Regions from separate parts of the Mus musculus genome. Here regions 2, 3, 4, 5, 6 and 7 are each linked to region 1. Evidence: chromatin contacts called from public HiChIP or PLAC-seq and promoter capture Hi-C data. All regions are on one chromosome and are shown on one strand. Each heading gives the region's core, a stretch centred on a gene start, on an enhancer-like site or on the middle of the called end of the contact. The rest is flanking DNA. Distances are from core to core; before and after follow the strand shown. Region 1 holds the start of Phc1 (polyhomeotic 1). Region 2 holds the start of Adipor2 (adiponectin receptor 2). Region 3 holds the start of Vamp1 (vesicle-associated membrane protein 1). Region 4 holds the start of Mrpl51 (mitochondrial ribosomal protein L51). Region 5 holds the start of Ing4 (inhibitor of growth family, member 4). Region 6 holds the start of Zfp384 (zinc finger protein 384). Region 7 holds the start of Mlf2 (myeloid leukemia factor 2).

Region 1 (2,846 bases), core at 172-2,671:
GAGTTGAAACAAACACAAATGCATCAATTTATAATGAGAATGCCTCTCCCCCCCCCCCCCCCCTTAAATACAAATTAATTACACCTGGGTTTTCAATCTAGAGTGGGCTCAAGAAAACAACTAATTATGGCTGAGGTTAGCAAAAGATACAAATCCCAGCTATTATCACAAGGTAACACCCTACGGCAGGTAAAAGGTTAAGGAGAGCAGCTGTCTTTGCTAACAATGCTCTGGTTTAAAAAAAAAAAAAGCTTCCAAGAGTGGCCAGCACACAGTAGGTGTTCTAAGAGCTCTGAGAGACTGAGAATAATTAAATCCTGTTAAATTTGTGTTGCAAATAAAACGGGCCTCCCCCACCATATGCTCAGCCTTCCCAAAGGCAGCACCATTGTTCATCTCTTTACACCCCGCCTTTTCCATTGTTTTGGGCGTTGTGATTCTTTCACGTGTGCGTGTGACTTAAAGAGATTCCGAAGCACACAATCAACCCTGACGTCACAGACTTAAGTATTATTCAAAGCAAGTTGCTTCAGGTTCCTGCTTTTTAATGAACTGCTGCTTCTAACGGGTTCAGTTTCTGTGCGGCGTTGTTTCCCGCCTTCTTGGAGTTGGGGCGAGGGATTAAACACTCAGCATTCTCTCGCCGTTCCCTCTATCTCAAAGTTTTTCTTTTCTCCTCTTCCCTTCCCTTTGCTCTATTTCCTTTCACAGGCCGTCGTTTCTCAAGGGTCTTTGCTCCGCTTCCTCCCTCTGTGCCTGCTGGTCCCTTTGATCCTTTCTTTCGAGCCCCTATTCCCAGAAGCTGCAGAAAATACCTTCTTTTTTTCCCCCCCTTTCACGTCACTTCCCTCCCCTCTCCCCATCTCCCTCTCTTCTCCGAGGTGAGTCCCCCTCTAGAGGCCAGCGCTTTCTTAGACGTCTGCTTTCAGACGGCGAGCGGAATTCGAAGAGAGAGAAGGGGGGAAGAAAGGAGGAGAAAGAGAGCCAGAGCCAGGGGGAGAAAAGAAAAAGAAAAACAAACAAAAAAAACCCCACTCGGGCCTAGAGCGCGGAGGCCGGGGAGCAGCGTCGCCATGGCAACGGGCGCCGACAGGAAGCGAGGGACGCGCGCGAGGGCGGGCGCGGGGAGGGGGCGGGCCGGAGGAGGGGTCGGCTGCCCCGGAAGCACCTCCCCGCAGCCCCCTCCCCGCCGGCCCGCGGCCCCCCGGCCTCGGCCCCCCACCCTCGCGGCGGGGCAGGAAGTGACAGGCCCGCGCGAGCCCCCGGCCTGGCGGAGCCGCGGCGCGGCCAGCACCCGGACGGCGGGAGGGGCGGGGAGCGGCGGCCGCGCCGGGCACCTCCCACCGCGCCTGGGCCCCCGCCCCTCCAGGAAGGGGAGGAGGCGGCGCGCCGCCGCCGAGGCCGAGCGACCCCCCCCCCCTCCCCCGCCCCTGAGGTGGACGCCCCCCGCGAGGACTCGGGTGCGGAGCCGGGCGCGAAGGTAACCGGGCGGCCGCGGGCCGGGGAGGGGCCGCATCCCGGGGTCTCGGCGGCGCGGGGATGTTTCCTCAGCCACCTCGGCGTGTGCAACGCCCAGGTACCTCCCCCAGCCGCGCTCCTGCCTCCCGCTCTGCTGCGCTTTGCGGTGCTTGGGTGCTGCGCGTCCCGGTCTTCGTGCTTTGCGCTCGCTGTGCTCGGTGCTGTCTGTCCGTCACCTCGTTGCCTCTGACCGCTTCTCATTCATTTCTCCCTTCCCCGACTTTGGTCCTTCCATCCGAGCATGCTGTCTGGTTATCTCCCTGCTTCTCGCGCTCCGCCGGGCTCCCCGATCTCCCAGTTCCTCGACTTCTGTGCCTCCCCTGCTTGGCTCCCTACTATTAGAATATACATTTCCCTGCTTACCAAGTCCGCTCGCTTCGGGCACAGCACTGTATCCACCCCTTTCTCCTGGTGTGTTTGATTTCTCTTTGGAAATGCATTTTTTTTTTTTTAATCACGCTTCTGTGAAGAACAAGAACCCCTGGGAGTCTTTCCGAGGCGCCCCTCAACCCTTGCTTCTCACTCCATTCTTACTGCAACAGAGTTTTATACTCAAGGGTATTGACTTCTTCCAACACCTGACCCAATAGGCCCAGTAGTATGTCTACCTCAATATTAATTTCTAGTTCCTTCCCATCGGTGTGCGTCTTCCCCAGTTGAGTCCTTAAACACACCCACACCCAAAAGGTGGGAACGTTTAGGGTGGCCTTTGACTCTTAGTTTTAATTTTTGATTGAGTTTGCCACCTAAACGGTGTGCTCTCTTCACTTTCTATACTGAATCTGGAACTCACAACATTCATTGAAAAATGAGGATTTTAAGATAGATTTGTGTGCCTGCGAGGTTTTTGATGGCAGTTTCCCTGGTGAAAAGACTTTAAAATTGGCCCTCTCTGTTTCATTATCTGGGGGAAATGAGGGGGTCATCGAATTGATGAACGTGTTTTATATAAGGCTCTATTGCAAGTAACAGGGTCTTACGTCTCTGAGTGCAGTGAGATAACTCCAGTAATCTGTACAACTGTGCCATGCTGCCTCTAATCCTTACCCACTTTTTTTCCTTCACATGCTGATATTGAGGATTCATGGGTCTGTATCTGTTTAGTGCTTTGATATTTTGGCAAAAGATGTGGGGAGAAAGGTAGACTGAAGTTGATAGAATACCCTCTCTGTACCTCTTTCATTTTATCCGTGTGTGGAGTGGCATTTGTTCGGTCCCAGAGTTAAGTGATGTAGAGATGCTGGGAAGAGAATCCAGAGAAAACTCCACTTCAGGGGCCAAGGTTGAGACTTTTGACTTTTGTTTACTTGTTTGGGATTAATTCCTGA
Region 2 (2,846 bases), core at 138-2,637, 3.0 Mb after region 1:
TTGAGAGGGGGTTTTGTTTTCCTTTGTTGAAGCAGGGTCTCATTTTAGCCCTGGCTGACCTGGAACTCATCTTGTGGCCCACGTTGGCCATGAACTCACTGCAGCCGTCCTATACCAGTTCCCACGTGCTAGGAATTAAGGTGTGAGCCCCCATACCTGGTAAGATAATGGTCTATCTTAAGTCTGTCTTCCTTAGGGGATACCTTATATTCAGCCTGAAAAAAAAACTTCTCTTTTTGCCCTATTTATTATGGATCCTTCCCCCCGCACCCCCCCCCCCCTTAAGTTATTGATGGAATCGAGGCTTTTGGAGTGGCTATAGCTTTACCACTGAGCTATATTTCCAGCCTTGGGCCACATTTATAATTCCCAAATGCCTGCATTTGTTTTCTGATGGGAAAGGTACAATTGTCTTTCTCAGTCTTAGTAGCCAAGTCTTTGTCTTTCTCTCTCTCTCCCTTTCTTTCTTTCGTTTCTTTTTTTCTGAGACATGGTTTTACACTCTGTATAGCCAAGGCTGGCCTGGCTCGCGATGTACACCAGGCTGATCTGGTACATGCAAGATCCTCTTGTTTTAACCTCTCTAGTGCTTTTCCTCGTTGAAGAGTTTTCCATGTCTGCTTCCCTCCAATCGCTCAACATCACATTTTAGCTTCTTGGCTATGAGACCGATTGTGGTCTAAAGGCAAGAACAATAAGCTTCCTCCAAGGTCTAAACTAAAGCTTCCGAATTTACTTTGACGTGTATTAAGTTTTGAACTAAAGAGTGTGACAGATACAATCCTCTTACAACTGAACACGAAGAAACCATTTTTTTTTCCTCTGCACACCAGCTCCTATAGTTCCTTGTTCTGGTTCAATAGGAAAGCTCACTCGTAGCAAATCATTCCCTCTGGGTAAACAGACACAATGCTTAAGTCGTTTGCAATCGACCATTGAAAATAATTTTGAATATCTTCTAGAAGTGGTAGGGCATAAATCAATCATACGTTAGTACGGTAATAAAAACAAGCCCTACTGTTTGAGGAAGAGTTGACTAAACGCTTTCGGAATCCTGAAACCTTCATAAGACGACGCCTAGCATTATGTTGGCCGCTGACACAAACACACGCTCCATCCCGAGTCATTAAACCGTGGCGGCCCACTCCCTTCTCAGATCTCTTCAGAAATCGTCGAGGAAGCTGGGTGAGCGTTCCGAGGCACTCTGCCCGCACTGTTTACATTGTGGACCCGGCCGAACTACAACTCCCAAGATGCATCACGCTTCCAAAGCCTCCCGAGGGGAGGCTTCCGGTTTAGGCCAGCGCGGCTGCGCACGGGGTGTGGTCTTACTGGCTCGGCCCGCCTCGTGCGATGCGCGTCACGGCTACGCGCGGGCGCGGAGGCGGGGAGACGCGGCGGCGGCGGCGGCGGCGGTCGCGGCGGCGCGAGCACAGTCCCGACGCGGTACCGCGGTGGCGGCGGCGGCGGTGGCGGCTCCAGCGAGCGGCCCCCTCCCTCCGCGCCCCCCCTCTCCCTCCCCGAGGCGCTGCTTCCCGAGGCGCCCGAGCCGCGCGGTGAGACGGCCGCTAACTCGGGCGAAGGGCTGTGGCTCGAGCGCGGCTTCCCGGGCTCAGCAGATTGCCCGGGTCGGAAGGAGGTGAGGGCTGAGGGACAGGTGTCCCCGGCGCGGGCCGGGAGCGCGCGCCTGGCCGGCTCCGAGCGCGGCCGGAACTCTGACCTGCGGCCGCGCGCCTGGTGCGGGGCCCAAGCAGCGGCCGGGGGGGTGGGGTGGGGGGGGGGGCCGGGGCCGCGCTCCGTGCAGCTGCGGTCGCGGGCGCCCGCTGCCCTGTCCCCGCCGCGGGGCAGAGTCCGAAGCCCCTCGCTCCGTCTCTAGTCGATTTCGGAGCCGGTACCCCCGCGATGGCCGGAGACTGAAATCCTCCCGCCCCGACTTCTAGTTGGTGTCTTCTGCCACTTCTAGGGATTTCTCTGGCAGGCTTGCTTCGGATGGCTTGTGCTCAGCGCGACTTTTCCAACCACTGGGATGGGAAGGTTGCCCTCACCTTTCCTTAGGTGGCGCGTCAGGCTGTCACTGCGGGATAGTTCTTGGGCCCAGTTCTGAGCCCCTTTGGGTTTTTATTTGCCAGTGGTTAGCTTGTTAGAGAATTGCTGGAAACGGCTATAAAATAAGTTTTGATGAGTCCGAGGGAGCGCTAGACCAGACAGCTAATGAGTCTCTTCTTTTGTTTTTTTTGACCTTGATTTAAACATTTGTTTCTGGAGTTTGAAAACTTCACGAGAGCGTTGAGCAATGAATTTTTGATAAATGACATGACCACCTGGGATTTGGTAGGTACAATGCTTCATTGGTGGTTTTAGTATTTTAGTGGAAATGATCTTTTAGTTGCATTTATGTTTTACTCTGGTTGTCTCATTTAAAGAAAAAAAAACTTTAAAAAAATTAAAATTATCCAGTTTATTATGGTGTGTTTCTGTGTGACTCCTGTGTTCATGGCACACGTGTGGAGGTTAGAGAACAACTTGGTAAAAGTTGATCATCGTCTACGTTTATGTGGTTCCGGGTATCGAACTCAGGCGGCAAGGTCTTGAAAATTTGCCTGGCAAGCATACTCTTTAGCCATCTCACTTGATGGCCTGTAATTCTTGTGTTGCTGTGTTCATTGTGTTTCCCCAAAGCAGAATGCTTACCCCTGCTCCCCAAGGAGCAAGGTAAAAATACTGCAGTCTTTTAGGATTTTAAAATTTATTTGTTCATAAAACACTTCCCAACTAAGTGTATTTGTTTTGTTTGTTCGTGGGTGAGGGTGTGCAGGTCTCACTCTGTAGCCCAAACATTAAGAATC
Region 3 (2,846 bases), core at 130-2,629, 2.9 Mb before region 1:
CTCCCCTAAACATCTAGATCTATGGGCTTGTAAAAACTGCACAGAATGTTAATGCAGAGAACGGATAAAATGGCTGTGAAGCTTTGGAGAACTCACTTTATTTACTATTTGTGGCAGGTAGAAACACTCCACCCTAACCTATTCAGGGAGTTATAACCCTTATGTAATACAAAATCCTGCCCCCCTTTTGCCAATAGAGGCAACACAAGCAGAGTGTAGTGGTGCACACCTTTAATCCCAGCACTTGGAAGCCAGGGGCAGGTGGATCTCTGAGTTCAAGGCCAGCCTTGTCTATAGAGGGAATTCTGAGACAGCCAGGGGTACACAGAGAAACCCTATATGGAAAAGCCAAACAAAGAAGGGGGATAGAGAGAGCGAGGAAGAGGGAGAGAGAGAGGAAGAGGGAGAGAGAGAGGAAGAGGGAACAAACACAAATAAATCTAGCACCAGGCAAGAGATTCAGATAATAAATGAAAAGAAAGAAAATTCTTCATTGTGTGTATGTGATCCTAAAGGGAAGTTCTTAATTTATCTGGCCACAGAAGGGGATGATGCCAAAAAGAGCTAAAGGCTAAACTATGTGTTTTGGATAAAATGAAGAATTCACTGTTCTCCCTATTTCTCCTCCAATATTTATTTGGCTAGGACTTGATCACTGGAAATCGCCTTAGCATAAACAGCTGCATTAAGATTTCATACCACTGTCCCCTGAGACTTTCTGAGCTACTCGCAAGGCGCCACAGAACTAGCAAGTTAAGTTTCTGCAGCTTTGCTCACAGCCATGAGGCAGGTACATCACACTCTGGGTGAGGGGCATGCATAACGCAGAGACTGCGGGCACTCCAAGTCAAGAATGGACAGGAACACCTATAAGTCTTCCCAGAGGCTTTAAGAGTCTGTCAAACAAGAAAGGGTCTCCGAGTTTCCTGTCTGAATCTATACCTCCCCCACTTTTTCCCCTTTGGGGTTCCACGATACAAAGACAAGAGGGGAGGGTGCGGTGTACGTGGGACCCCCGCGCCCTCGCCCTGCCATGGAGTGCCAGCTGCAGTTGGTGCGGGATGGAGCGCTGCCCGCAGTCCGGGGTGGCCCGGTCTGGGGGCGGCGCGAGCTGGTGGTTCCCGGCGTCGCCGCAGCTGCTGCAATGCGCCATTTCCCGTCCCGCAGAGTCGGACACTGCGGGGGAGAGTCGGTAAAGAGGTGTCGAGGACCCTAGAGCAGAGTCAACTCACATTTTTCTGAAAGAGGAAGTGGAGGTCCGTCCCCTCTCTGGAGAATGCAACGAGACGGGCAGGGAGACACTGCGGCTGAAGCAGACGGAACTGTCGAGCGCCGCCTCACACGAAACACCCGGAACTCTAACTGCGGTGGAACTTACTGCAGGTGCAGGGCCGGCTCTCGGCTTTATTAGACATGACCACGCCTCTCGGATGATGTCAAAACCTCCAGGTCCAATCCTCGTGAGAAATGGCCTGCTAGTCCCGCCCCCACAACTACAGCAATTACCATTGTCCTCTTATTTCTATTTCTTCACTGACCAATACAAAAGTGGCTTGCTTAAAGTCCAGCTCAAACTCTGTCTCCGCCGCTGAGTTAGACCTTTTATGGTGCCTACCAGCCAATCGCTGAGCTGGAGACTGCTGTCATTCTTACCGCTCCCGCCCACAGCACCTGGCAGAAGGAAACCCAAGTGACTTAGACGCTGGAATCCAACTGGCTGCGAGGTTCAGCAGTGAATGCATATTCATGAAGTCCTTGGCCACAGGACCACCCCGTCACCATCCCTGCCTGAGACCATAAAACCCACATTCTTCATTCTTCTCTTCCCTATCACGAACTTCATCCCTAAACCTGTTAACACAGCGACTTAGTTAACCCAGCCCAGAAACCTGAACTAAAGTAGACTTCCCTATTTTATGTTTATGCTTTGTTTTGTTTTTTGAGACCTCTCTCTATAGATAGATAGATAGATAGATAGATAGATAGATAGATAGATAGATAGATATAGATATATACATATATACAGATATATAGATACACACACACATATATATGTGTGTATATATATATATATACACACATATATGTATATATATATACACACACATTATGCGTATGTATGTGTGTGTGTGTATATATATATATATATATATATATATATATATATATATACACACACACACACATATGTATATATATATTATGGTACAAGTTTCTGCCTGCATCTATGCATGCTTGGGTGCCCTTGGAGGCCAGAGGAGGGTTATTCCCTAGATGGTTTTGAGTATATGTGAGTGCTGGGAACCAAACCCTCTGCAAAAGCAATATGCTCCCTCCACCACTGAGCCATCTCTCTCCAGCCCCAGCCCTTTCCTCTTTACTCCTCCTCCAAAATCTAAGTAGAATCAATTTTTCCTTCTCAATACTTAAAGACGTTTCTTCTCTCTTCCAGTAGAATCCCTTTCCTAGACATCAGTTGTAAAATTCAACATTATTTTATGCTTCACAGCTTTAAAGGAATCTATAGCTGTGGTTGCGTTTTCCTAGCCTTAGAATTCTTATTTTACATTTAGTGGAAGCTTAGGTTTTGGATGCAGTGTAAATGTTTATATCTTAGGCATCCATGCAAAAGGAAAGAGAACATAGTAACATTAATAGGACAGTTACAACTTGACGTTCAGAGACTCTTTTCCCAGCAGAAACAGAGGCTTGTGTAGTCCAGGCTGGCTTCAAACATGAAATGTAGTCAAGAATGACCTTGAAATTCTGGTCCTCCTACTTCTGCCTCCTGAATGCTAGGACTGCAGAAGTTTACCACCATGCCCAGTTTTCTGCAGCGCTGGTCA
Region 4 (2,846 bases), core at 127-2,626, 2.9 Mb before region 1:
AGGAACGAGGCAGACGTCAGAGTGCATGAGTAAATGTAGCACTGGGCATATCAGATTCCAAAGGAGCCCCATTTTTTTATTACATCGAGCACACAAAGCTCTCTCCTTGCTGGGATAAGTCCTGTTCCCCTTCTCCAGGGTGACACATTTCCCGTCCTATCTGTACTTCCCATGTCGGTTAAAGTGTTTGTAGAGATAGCTGATCCGTTTGTTAAGGTTATGCAGGTCCTCAATGAACATCCTGTTTCCCACAAATTTCTTCTTTCGGACACAACGCTGCAATTCATTTCCTCTCCAGCCTCGAAGCCATACTGGGCCCTTGATCAGTTCTTTTGGGTGCTTCTCGAAATTCCCTGTAACGTGACAGAATATATACTAGTTTCAAGAGAAGAGAAGTCAGCCTAGCCCAACTAGGCCTTCAACACAGTTTCATCTCCCTGATCAGAACTACTGACAGACAAGGCACACACCAGTCTAGTACAAGGGACAGAGTCTTTGTAACACTTGCTCTTCCAAAGGATTCCCCAGCACTCTCAACTGAAGGTTCACGACTGCCTGAAAGGGAAGTTCTAGGAAGTCACCCTGAACCTGCAGGCATTGCTTGAGCAGTACACGGTACACATTCAGAAAACACAAAAATCTTATTTAAAAAAGAAGAAAGAAAGAAAGGAGTAAAGACTTTGCAGCCAGAAATGTCTGGGTTCAAATACTGACACTCCCATTTACTCGCTTTGGCCCTCAGACCTGCCCACTACTGTGTTAGTGAGACTGAGTCCCGCACTCCTCACTATTCTCCGCATCTCAGACTGGTCTTGCCTGGCTTCATCTCCCGTGTAACAGGTTTGTGCCCCCAGGCTTGCCCCGGGCACATTACTATTCTCTCCACAAATAAAACCGAAAGAGTCAAGAGAGCATACTAATCCTTCAGAAACCAGGAATCGCGTCCTACCCAGGATTCCAATGTTGTCGTAGACGCCAAACAGAGCCCTCTTCTCGTTCCAGCGATCAACCACTTTGGGAGGTGGAAGAGTGAGCCTTACGAAGGCCAACCGTGGGACGCCTAGGGAAGGACAGAAGCATGAATCAGCACTGCCCAGTGACAAGCCGTTAGCCGGCCGTCCTACTACACTTAAGCCACTTACCCAGAGAGAAGCTTCGGCATGCCGAGGGCACCCAGCCCCACAGTCTCCTACTTGCCGCCCAAGGGACACTCCCTGCCATTACTCTAGCCTGTCCGCCTCAGTAGGGGCAGCAAACCAGCCGGAAAAATGGGGAGCGGGTGTGAATTCCAAAGCCAAGACACAGATTACAGTCCCAGGCGGGACTCACACGGTAGTGACAGTAAGAGGAGCCATTTTGGGCCTTACCCAGGTAGCTTAGGGAGTCATCCCAAGGTGGCTCGCACAGCCACAAGCCCCGCCCTCCAAGTTCCGGCCTGTGAGGCGCGTCCAGTCAAATACTTCCGGTTTAGCCCCTGGAAGAATGGAACCGCTGCGGTGTTTGTTGTCGCAGGAAAGGACGCCCCCAAACCGAAATTCCGTTAAAATAAGCTCTCTCCTGTCCCTTGCGCGTCCTCAACTGTGAGGGAAGTGGAGGACGGGAGCCTGGCGCTACGGCAAGCTGAGTTTTGCTGGGGCAGTATATTCCCGGAGTGTACAGGGCCGGGCGCCACATGGTTAAAAGCTGGACTGCTTTAGGCGGCCCGCGGAGAGACAACGGGTGACCATGCTTAGCCGACTACGGTAGAGATGCCGGGAAAGCGCAGACTCGGGGCCACGCCCCTCGCCCGCTTGCCCCGCCCCCGGGGCTGTGATTGGTTGGCTTCTCCAGCCTCTGTCGCGATTGGCCTCCTGGCAGCCGTTGAGGTTTGAACAGGGAATTGCGGGCTCCGCGAGCGCGACGCCTGGCGCTGAGGCGGGTCTCCGTCTCAGCCTGCCGCGGATTGGCCGGTTCCTCCGCTAGCTTGAAAACCATCTCGTTGTTTGGCGCGTATCCTGCCCTATTGTTTTCTTCCTTCCTTTTCAGCAGGGGGCTCTCCGGTTGAAGAAGCGGCGGGTGAGGGGTGTCGCGGGGTCCAGGTGAGATGTGGCAGTGCGAAAGGTTGGGAAGGGAAAGGTTGAGAAAAAGCAGGTCCAGGACGTGACGCAGCCTTTGCCGGAGTGCGGTCGGGAGCGACGGTCTGGTAGGGATGCCCTTGAGATCCAGTATGGCTGTGTGTCTGACAGATCAGAATCTGAATGTGTGGTGTGGGCAAAATCGCATAGCCTTACTACCCAATGTGTAAATTTGGTTGTTTCGTTCTGCACCCCATGAGACTGAAATCAGGCACAGGATAAGTAGAAGTTAATGTCCTTCCATTCCATTGATTGGGCTGGAACCCCAATGCTCAGTAAAATATTTCTTAAGGATTTTTTTCACTTTAAAATGGAAGCAATAAGTCTGTATGTATACACTGATTGTCACTTAATAGTTCATTAGTATTGTCTTGTGTTGTTGTGTTGTTGTTGTTGTTGTTGTTGTTGTTGTTGAGATGTACTCCTTGCAGCCTCACTGCAGTCCTGGCTGACATCAAACTCAGCAGTCCTCCTGCCTCAGCCTTCTAATGTTGCCTTTATACACATGTTCCACCACCCCTGGCTATTGACTAGTTTTTATCCCTTGATTCTTTTGATCCCCAGAGCAACACCATTTTACAGAGACCATGAGACTCAATGACTTAGTGTCAGAATAATAAGAATTATGCTCACTTGATCTATTTGTGTTGATTTTTAAAAAACTAATAGTGATATATTATTTTAAAATATCATACAGTTAATATATTTGGAGTTATTTAAAATTTATACCGA
Region 5 (2,846 bases), core at 184-2,683, 2.7 Mb before region 1:
AGATGACTCATCTTTCCCGAGGCAGTCGGCACCACCTTCTCGTTCAAGTAACTTACTTCCTCCTAGCAGTGAATACTAGGTCAGAGGCCTTCTGGTATTGCCAGCATCGACATTTTTTTTTCTCCCGAGACAGGGTTTCTCTGTGTAGCCTTGGCTGTCCTGGAACTCACTTTGTAGACTAGACTGGCCTTGAACTCAGAAATCCGCCTGCCTCTGCCTCCCGAGTGCTGGAATTAAAGGCGTGAACCACTACATCTTATCCTTTAAATGCTGCTTTCTTGAGCTCAGTGTCTTTTTTACTGTCTGAAGTTTTTTCCTGAATAATCTCACTGTCAGATTGAATGCCTATTTCTAAGGCAAAGACTAATGTATTGTTATTACTCCAGAATCTCCTACACTGCTGATTAGATAGTTTATTTTCCAAGCAGAATTCACCTTGGATTTTCCTTCTCTCTCAATCGCAAAGTCATTCAATCAATCTTGCCATGTTCAATATCTTTTTTTGTTTGTTTGTTTTTGAGACAGGGCTTCTCTGTGTAGCTCTGGCTGTCCTGGAACAAACTGTAGACCTGGCTGGCCACGAACTTAGAAATCCGCCCGCCTCTGCCTCCCAAGTGCTGGGATTAAAGGTGTGCCATGTTTAATATCTAAAACTTTCTGTCATTCTCTAAGACCAGGTCTGCACTTCTGATTTGGACTGCTACCATTATTTGATCAGTTACTTTCTTTTATTAAAATCAATGCTCTATTTTAAGATGCCCAGGTTAAGAGTTGCCTAAAAGTCTAATATATCCCCAGCCGATTTCTCACTTCCCAGTCTCTATACACACATACACACACACACGACGGGGGAGGGGGAAGACCAGGGAGGCGAGGAGACAGACAGACAGACATATTCCTCATTTTTTGAGAACTGGATTTTGCTCATAAAGTAAAGCATTTCAGCGATCAACTCAGTGGTCGCTCTATTCCACCCAGCAAGCTTAATGAGGAGCAACTTTTGAGATATAAATGACTAAAGGAATTAGGTCGAATATCTGCAGCTGCTCCAAATGGCAGTGCGTAAGTAACGACGCTGCACAACTTAGGGGGGAAAAAAAATCTACCCTCAAGAACTGAGTCAGCAACTACTTTCCTGCTACCCCTAACCCTTTAAAGCCCAGCCCTGATCCCACGGAGCAGCCCTTCCCTCGTCCAGATCTTGAGCGAGGCCTCTAAGCCCACTGCCCCGCCCCCTCCCTCTTCCCCCTCGAATAAATCTTCCCACGGAACCCTTTTCCTGTGATCTTCAGGCTACCAGAACCTCGGGGCCATGAAGTCTGTCAACCTGGACCCTCTACACCACTCTATGGCCCATGACCCCCTTCTCCAGTTGGCTCTTACTGTCCAGATAATGTTCCAAATACATCCCAGCAGCCATCTTGAAGCAAAACAAAGCAACTTCCGATCTTCCCCGGAAGTGACTGATACACGACAGGCGCTGTAACCATTCTTGGATTACACCTTTTCCGTACCTGAACTTCCGCCCTTACTAAACTATCTGCCTCGGATACATCCGCCGGAAACTGAACTTTTTTTTTTTTTTTTTTGCGCCTATTCACGGTCATCTACAGCGAGGCTGATTTAGCCTGGCTTCCGCCCTTAATAAGGCGGCAATATGTGTCTGCGACAGGCATGACGTCACGCGAAGTCGCCATTTTGCATTCTCTAGCAAACTTTTTTCCCTCCAAAACTAGGAATGTTTGGTAAATGGGGGAATCTATTATGTGTAGTTATATTTTGCAAATAATCGCTTTCAACAAGTAGGGAATCGAGCTGTTTTGCTTTTCTAATTATGAATCTGGCCACCAACGTCCCAGCTTAAGTAGAATAGTCTCGGAGGCAGATGCTTTCTTCAGAAGTTGTCAGGCTTTGCAAATTTAACCCTTTGCATCTCTCATCACTTACAAGTTTCTTTGTGTAGCCCTCGCTGTTCTCGAACTCCAAGAGACCTTCCTCTGCCTCACTAATGCTGGGATTAAAGGCGTGCGATATGGAGATCCATGTTTGTGTTTTGTAATGGACTTATGTACTGAAAAGACTGGGTCATCAAAGTATATGCTAGATAGCAGCCTTCACCCTAGTCAAAACCTGTCAGGTTGCTGCTCTTAGGGAAAGAGAACTCAAACCTCTTAGTATTGGTGGTAGATTCTAGCAGATAGGTGTCGCCTCAAGTTGATATACCCTTCACAGTAGTTAGACCCCATACTTGTAAGATAAAATTTGAGCTCTTTTATACCCAATAAGCCCAAGTTTCCTGCTGAGCAGTTGCTAAAGCAGGACAGCAGGATGTGGACTCCATTCTAATCTAAGAGCATGCTGTCGGATAACTGACTCGGCCGGCTTTTTCCTATACAATGAGAATAACAGACATTATCATTGCGCAAAAGTGGAAATGGATGTTCACCCACAAAGGAGGAGCTGATTGCAATCCTTGTGATGAGAACAGGTTTGTCAAACTCTCCATAGTTGGTGAGTGGAAAGTGCACCAGGCAGCTAACCAACAATACTGAGGTACTACTGTCCTGGATGCCCAGTCCCAAATTAAATGAGACTTCTTTATCCACATCACCAAGTAGTGACAGCTGGCTAGGTCTCAGATAGGAGAACATTTGCCAATCTTTTCAGTACTGTATGAAGGATTTAATCTTCATGAAGCAGTCTTGGGAAATTAGCCGAATCCTTTCATGGTAGACTGTGAGAAGTTTCTTAAGTTTCTTGTTCTGCTCTGTCCAGCACAATGGTCTTCCATTTTAGGTGAACATGATAACCATTATTATCATGGGAAGCTCACTGCATTTGGCATT
Region 6 (2,846 bases), core at 201-2,700, 2.7 Mb before region 1:
ATTTCACATTTTATTCCTGTTGAGTACCAGTGGCCATGAAAGGGTAACAAAGAAACTACCAATTTTTTACACAAAAACCTCCTGGGTACTATGGGAAACAATAAGAAAAGGCTTTTATCTCTCTCTCTGCAAGCGCTGGTGTTGGTTACTTCAATAATTCTATCACACTGTAAAGGAAAAAAAAAAAAGAAAAACCATTTGAGATGACCCCATCTCTCCCCAAATCATTAAACCAAGATTGTCTTACCCTCTCTCTCTCTTCCTCCTGTCGTCTTATTCCTTCTCCTTTCCAGGGCTCCTGAACTTTCTGGAAACAAAATTGTCTAGGTTACAGAGGCCAGTATGTAAAGGCCACCAGAGAACTGTGGAGAGCCTCACAAGTTGACTGTCAGCAATTTGGAAAGCGGACAGCTTCCCCAACCAACAATCCAAGGATGGAAGGGCTAGAGTCACAGGCGTTGAGTGACACCCACTAAGTGTACATAAGGGAAATAAAGCCAGTTCCCCAAAACTAAGATGAATTCTATTAGCAGCATTTGGGTTCCACTCCTGGGCTCAGACACTTAATTCTTCGTTCCCCCCAGGGCTACAGGGAACCAGGAGTCAGAGGTGAAGGAAGGTCCCTGCTCCTGGGAAGTGGCTTTAGAAAGCAAAGCTGAGGGTAGGGGGGATGCCCTAGCCCTGTGTCAGGCACAGTGCCAAGTTCGGGCCCAGCCACTTCCTCTAGCCTCGCCCCCCCAACCCCCCAACACACACACTTCAGCTAGGACTTCGCCCCCTTCCTACCCAAGGCCTTGTGCCAAGAAGTACTTCCTTCAACCTTCAGTGGTCTATATACTGGAGGCTCCCAGCTGTCCCCCTAAAACCTTCGCTCCCCCGAGACACCGAACCCGGTCCTTCCTCCCGATGTCAAGTCCCACTCCTTCCTCAAAGACCGGTCTCTGGGACGTCCCTCCTTCACCCCTCCAGGGAGCTGAACTCTGCCACCCACTAGACAGGCACCCGCCCCCTAAACCCCCCCCATTCCTCCTCAGCGCCCGCTCCTCCACCGCCGCCACTTCCGGTTCCGGGACAGTCGCACTCACAGTCCCATCGTGGACCCCCCCCTCCCCACTCGCCCGAGGTAAAGGGGGGGGGGGAGGAGCGAGGGGCAGCGGCGCGCACCGACTGCAGCGGCGCGACACTCACCAGGCGGCGGCGGCGGCGGCGACGCCAGCGCCAGAGCCAGCGCGCGGGAGGGGCGGCGGTCACCGGGGAAGGAAGGAGCCGAGGGAGCGGGAGGACCCGCGGGGCGCGGGCTCGGAACCGCGAGGCGGGGCTCGCCGGCATGCACCGCAGGCGCCAGACGGACCCCGACGCTCGGCCGGGCGGCGCGCGAGACACCCGCAGGGCGGGGGCGCGAGGCGAGGTGTGGGGGGGCCCCCGCCCTCCTGGACACTCACCCGGAAGTGGTGCTGCGGCTCGTGCTCCCGGGAACCCCGAGTCCTCCACGCCCACTCCCCCCCCACCCCCCCCAACAGCTTCAATGTGCAGTCGTTTCTCGGAGAAGGCGGGAGAGCCGGAAACGAAAACGGGGGGGGGGAGGAAAGTAGCGGGGGGAGGGCGGCAGCAGGAAAGGAAAGGGGGGGGAAACAGGTCAGAGTCCGAGTCACTTCCGAGAGCCGCTCGAGCACATCCGGTGCTGTTAGGGCTCGGACATCTTGAGGGCAGAAGTTACGACACGTAAGGGCGGAAGTAGCTCCTTACCCGGGGACCGGTGGAGCGCTCGGTGGATGTGACGCCCAAACCGGACGTGAAGGCAGCGTGTGTTAAAGGGCTGAAGCTGAGCATCAGGAGAGCGTTCCCGGGCTTCCGGAAGAGACCTCTGGGGAAGTGGGAGGATGGAAGCTAGACGGGTTCATGAATTATGCATCAAGACACTAAAGACAGTTTAGATCGCCCCTCTTTTTCTAGATTTGCTTTACTTTTATGTGCGTTTATCTGTGCCTATGCATGCCGTGTGTGTACAGGAGTTACCGCTACCTGCTTCCAGCTTCACTGTGTGCGATCTGGGAACCGAACCTCCGGTCCTCTGGAGGAGCGGCCAGCTGAGCCAACTCTTCACCATGCGGAATCCTTTTTGATTTATTTTTCGAGACAGGGTTTCTCTGTATAGCCCTGGCTGGCCTGGAACTCACTTTGTAGACCAGGCTGGCCTCGAACTCAAAAATCCCCCTGCCTCTGCCTGGGGTTAAAGGCGTGCGCCACCACGCCCGGCAAAGATTTATTTATTTTTTTATTTATTTGAGTACACTGAAGCTGTCTTCAGACACACTAGGAGAGGGCATTGGATCCCATTACAGATGGTTGTGAGCCATGATCGCTGGGAATTGAACTCAGGACCTCTGGCAGAGCAGTCGATGCTCTTAACCACTGAGCCATCTCTCCAGTCCGACCATGCGGAATCTTAAAAAGACGGGAGTCACAGCTCATTTCTTAATGGACTAGGTTGTTGTAGGACGTTACCCTTTTTTCTTGGATCTTCCCGAATGTCTTTTTGCTGAGCTAGAGTGGGGGAAACTAATTTCTTTGAATATTCAAGAAAGGTAAGAAGGCCCATAGTTGTTTGAGGTTTCGGGATCGGTGCTATCAAAGTTCAATCGGTCTTCCTCTGACCACTCCGTTACTCTTTTCACTTTGGTCTTTTCTTTTTGCCAACACCCACATCTCTTATCTTCTTACCGGGTTTTAATTCTAAGTACAACATTCAGCGTACCTGCTGTTGTTTACAGCTCACCTGGTGTTGTTGCCCAGCTCCATAAGGGCAAGGACTTTGAATTGCTCCCGATGGTATCACCAGATCCCAG
Region 7 (2,846 bases), core at 134-2,633, 2.6 Mb before region 1:
GACGAGAAACTGAAGTTAGAACTACACCCTACCAACTGTATGTACCAAAGGAGGTCAGTGCCTCCGTTCCCCCCTTCCTTCTTTCCACAGGAGTCACACAGCCCCTTTCCCAGACTCCTGACCCCACTCGTCTGCCTCCCACGCAGGTCATGTCCCTTTAAAGCTGGTTGTAGGGCAAGAACTGCAGCATACTTAACTAATCACCCCAGGTCTCGATATGTTCCAACTGTTACCTGCATCCTGCGGCTGGCAGGCCTGGTTGCTGGCATGTTACCATCTGTGATGCTCAGGAAGGGGCTATATCCAAAGCCGCCTGACAACATGCGGCTCATGTGCTGACGGTGAATTGCGAAGGGGTCCCTGCGGAGTGAGCATACACTATAGAAGGCAGATTAACCCCCAGCCTTCTTCACCTCCCCGAAATGAAGTCAGGGTACACAGTGGCACGGATGCCGGCTTCCCTCTGAGAGCGGCAGCTGAGTATCCAGCTAATTCTAACTGGTTCCAGCCAAGGGAACCAACTCAAAGGTCTGCCTGAACTGCTCAGACCTGAATCCGAATGGGCTGAGGGCGCGAGGGGGAGGGAATTCTCACATCAGGAACATGGGATCCTCAGGCTCCACGTCCCTCATGAAGCGGAACATCGTGATCTCAGCTCCAGGGGGCTCCACACTGTGAAGATACGGAGGCTGTGTTTCCTGCAGGCGGCCAGGCTTATGCACACCAGCTCAGTGTTGCTACTCTTAAGGCTGCCTCTTGCATACACTATCACTGACCCCTCCAAACTCCAGGGAAGATCCTTCGCCAGGTGAGCCATATAACCTATGAGACCTGAGAGCCAGCAGCTCTCCAAGCCGGTCATGGAATTTTTCCCAAGCCTCTTAGTGGTGCCCCTCCACCCCCGCCCGCCATCCTCTCTTCCCCGAGCCACGGTCAGCTCCTCCTCCGACGCCAGACTCGATGAGAATCTCGAACGGCGGCCCGCCACCCCATTAATGACCCCCAACTACTCCGCCTTCTGCTGGCACTGGGCGCTACCAGGCCTCCCCGGGCAGGCCTCACTGCCCACCGATCCGGGCCGCCACTGCCCCAGCCCGTGCCTCCCGCCGGGCGAGCCGGAGAGGAAGGTCCACTCCCGGGATCGCATCCCTGCAGCCGTGCGGGCCGCGGCGCCCTGGCCTCACCGGTCCCCGACTCCGGCTCAGCGGCCCATCCGGCCGGCCTCTCCTCGGGGCGCTGCAGGAGCAGGGTCGCGGCCCGGGACGCAAGGATTGGTCCGCGCGGCAGCTTCTCGCCTCCCGCACCGCCTCCTGCCTTCGCCTGCCACCTCCGTACCCCCGCCCTCGGCCCGAGAAGCCGATCTTCGGTCAGGCCCGAACGGAAGTGACGTCACGACGGACGGCCCCGGGGGCGGGCTGCGGGAGCTCCGCCCACCTGCTTGGGAGGGAGGGCGGCGCGCGCGCCGTGGAGCCCCGGAGGGCGGGTCCTCTGGGGCGGGTGGGAGGTGTCATTAAGCTGGCTCGGGGATCTGGGGACAGGAAGAGGCTCCTGCAAAGGTGGGGGGGGGCGGAGCGGAATCGGGAGGGACCGGCTGAGCGCAACGTGGGGGCAGGGTGTGCCGCACCTTTTTTGCGGGGGGGGGGGGGGAGAGGCGGGCTGTCTGGGGGCGATCGGTGGGGCGGATCCCTGCGGGGACCTTTAAACACACTGCAGGAGGGGCGCTTAACCAGGGGAGCGCGTGGGCCTGTCCCTCTGGAGAGACGCTCGGGCGGGCGGTGTCCTCCGAGTGACGCAGAGAAGGAGGTGACAATTTAGCTCAGGTCTAGTTAAGCCTTGGAAAAGGCCAACCAGGGAAGGGAATCCAGGTTGGGAGTTTGGCCGCCAGAGGGCGATCCTGGGCCGGGCTGGATCCTTAGCTCCTTAGGACTCGGTGTTGGCTTAGGCTTCTGGACCACTCCAGGACCTGTCTGTGAAGGGTTGGCCTGGGCAAAGGCGTTAGTTCTGAAGTCTGTTTGCTTTTTGTTGTCGTTTTTTGGTTTTGGTTTTAGTGCTCAGGACCCAACTCAGGACCTTGGGCATACCAAGCACATGCCCTACCACTAAGCTATAGTCCAGTTCCTTTAGGTCGTAGGTCTTTAAAACTTTCTTTGTTCTGAGCAGGTAGATAGGTCAAGGGACTAAAGTTTAGAAGAATAAAGGGGTGGAGAGCTAAATTAAGCAGAATCACCCAGGGGTGGAGCTAAAAAGTAAGCCCAAGAGGGCTGACTCCAAAGCCAGAGACTGGTATTTTGACATACTAATTGTCTTGCACAAAATCTGGCTGAGCTGGAGAGAAGAGCCCTCCCCTTTGGGTCAGAGGATTTGAACTGTATTGGGTAGACTTTGACCCACAGAGATCCAAACTCAAAACTGTCCCAAGTTCTTTACTCTGGCTGTCAGCCACATTGGTACCGTGTGGAACCTGATCTGAAGAGAAAGGTTTATTCTAACCAACTCCCTGAGGGAAAAGGGTCAGTGGTTACTCAGGAAAAGATTGGGAGCAGAGACTCTCAGCTTCTTTCGATTTGATCATTGCTAGTGGGAAAAAAATAGTGCTAAGAGAAGAAACAGTGATATAGTTAACGTAAGCTGACAGATTGGCAAAGTGAAGCCAAAAAAAAAAAAAAAAAGGAGAAAATGTGTTTTTCATTGATATTTGATATATAAGACCTTCTTTAAATGCCTCTTGGTATCCCACCCGACAATTGTCCTTTCTTCTTGCTCTAAAGAAAAGCACTTTGACATTCCATCCAGAGTACCTCAGAGCTGCAGAGCCAGCTCAGTGGCTAAACATGCCTGCTGGTTGG

What was found. Promoter capture Hi-C pulls out the DNA fragments that hold promoters and counts their contacts. HiChIP or PLAC-seq counts read pairs in DNA pulled down with a chosen protein or histone mark.
Region 2: a promoter capture Hi-C map of pre-B cells shows a contact between it and region 1, with 2.3 times the contacts expected there. The contact joins the promoter of Adipor2 here to the promoter of Phc1 in region 1. A contact is called at or near these places in 1 of 39 promoter capture datasets (pre-B cells) and 1 of 9 other capture datasets (intestinal organoids).
Region 3: a contact with region 1 is called in a promoter capture Hi-C map of stem cell-derived epiblast-like cells, with 4 times the contacts expected there. The contact joins the promoter of Vamp1 here to the promoter of Phc1 in region 1. A contact is called at or near these places in 2 of 39 promoter capture datasets (pre-B cells and stem cell-derived epiblast-like cells) and 1 of 115 datasets of contacts at active chromatin or transcription factors (astrocytes).
Region 4: a contact with region 1 is called in a promoter capture Hi-C map of embryonic stem cells, with 4 times the contacts expected there. The contact joins the promoter of Mrpl51 here to the promoter of Phc1 in region 1. A contact is called at or near these places in 2 of 39 promoter capture datasets (embryonic stem cells and pre-B cells).
Region 5: a contact with region 1 is called in a promoter capture Hi-C map of liver, with 3 times the contacts expected there. The contact joins the promoter of Ing4 here to the promoter of Phc1 in region 1. A contact is called at or near these places in 2 of 39 promoter capture datasets (liver and stem cell-derived epiblast-like cells).
Region 6: a promoter capture Hi-C map of pre-B cells shows a contact between it and region 1, with 5 times the contacts expected there. The contact joins the promoter of Zfp384 here to the promoter of Phc1 in region 1. A contact is called at or near these places in 2 of 39 promoter capture datasets (liver and pre-B cells).
Region 7: an H3K27ac HiChIP or PLAC-seq map of embryonic stem cells shows a contact between it and region 1, with 9 times the contacts expected there. The contact joins the promoter of Mlf2 here to the promoter of Phc1 in region 1. A contact is called at or near these places in 3 of 39 promoter capture datasets (cranial neural crest, pre-B cells and stem cell-derived epiblast-like cells), 1 of 484 Hi-C or Micro-C datasets (embryonic stem cells) and 1 of 115 datasets of contacts at active chromatin or transcription factors (embryonic stem cells).

The regions. Positions count from the first base shown.
Region 1 is chr6:122,338,232-122,341,077 of GRCm38.p6, reverse strand. It overlaps Phc1 (polyhomeotic 1), which reads left to right and starts at 1,421. Exons shown (of 16, transcript NM_001355215.1): 1 at 1,421-1,480; 2 at 2,598-2,606. The coding sequence starts at 2,603.
Region 2 is chr6:119,387,275-119,390,120 of GRCm38.p6, reverse strand. Adipor2 (adiponectin receptor 2) reads left to right here and starts at 1,387. Exons shown (of 8, transcript NM_001355692.1): 1 at 1,387-1,639.
Region 3 is chr6:125,214,114-125,216,959 of GRCm38.p6, reverse strand. It overlaps Vamp1 (vesicle-associated membrane protein 1), which reads right to left and starts at 1,379. Exons shown (of 5, transcript NM_009496.3): 1 at 1,233-1,379. The coding sequence starts at 1,234.
Region 4 is chr6:125,190,730-125,193,575 of GRCm38.p6, reverse strand. It overlaps Mrpl51 (mitochondrial ribosomal protein L51), which reads right to left and starts at 1,376. Exons shown (of 3, transcript NM_025595.3): 1 at 1,143-1,376; 2 at 950-1,060; 3 at 1-353. The coding sequence starts at 1,221. The coding sequence ends at 157. Ncapd2 (non-SMC condensin I complex, subunit D2) reads left to right here and starts at 1,990. Exons shown (of 32, transcript NM_146171.1): 1 at 1,990-2,078.
Region 5 is chr6:125,038,435-125,041,280 of GRCm38.p6, reverse strand. It overlaps Ing4 (inhibitor of growth family, member 4), which reads right to left and starts at 1,433. Exons shown (of 8, transcript NM_133345.2): 1 at 1,384-1,433. The coding sequence starts at 1,420. The region is part of intron 1 of 4930557K07Rik (RIKEN cDNA 4930557K07 gene); the gene reads left to right.
Region 6 is chr6:125,007,842-125,010,687 of GRCm38.p6, reverse strand. Zfp384 (zinc finger protein 384) reads right to left here and starts at 1,450. Exons shown (of 12, transcript NM_001372420.1): 1 at 1,189-1,450; 2 at 248-307. It overlaps 4930557K07Rik (RIKEN cDNA 4930557K07 gene), which reads left to right. Exons shown (of 4, transcript NR_130997.1): 4 at 294-512.
Region 7 is chr6:124,929,925-124,932,770 of GRCm38.p6, reverse strand. Mlf2 (myeloid leukemia factor 2) reads right to left here and starts at 1,383. Exons shown (of 9, transcript NM_001170341.1): 1 at 1,185-1,383; 2 at 595-672; 3 at 234-360. The coding sequence starts at 644.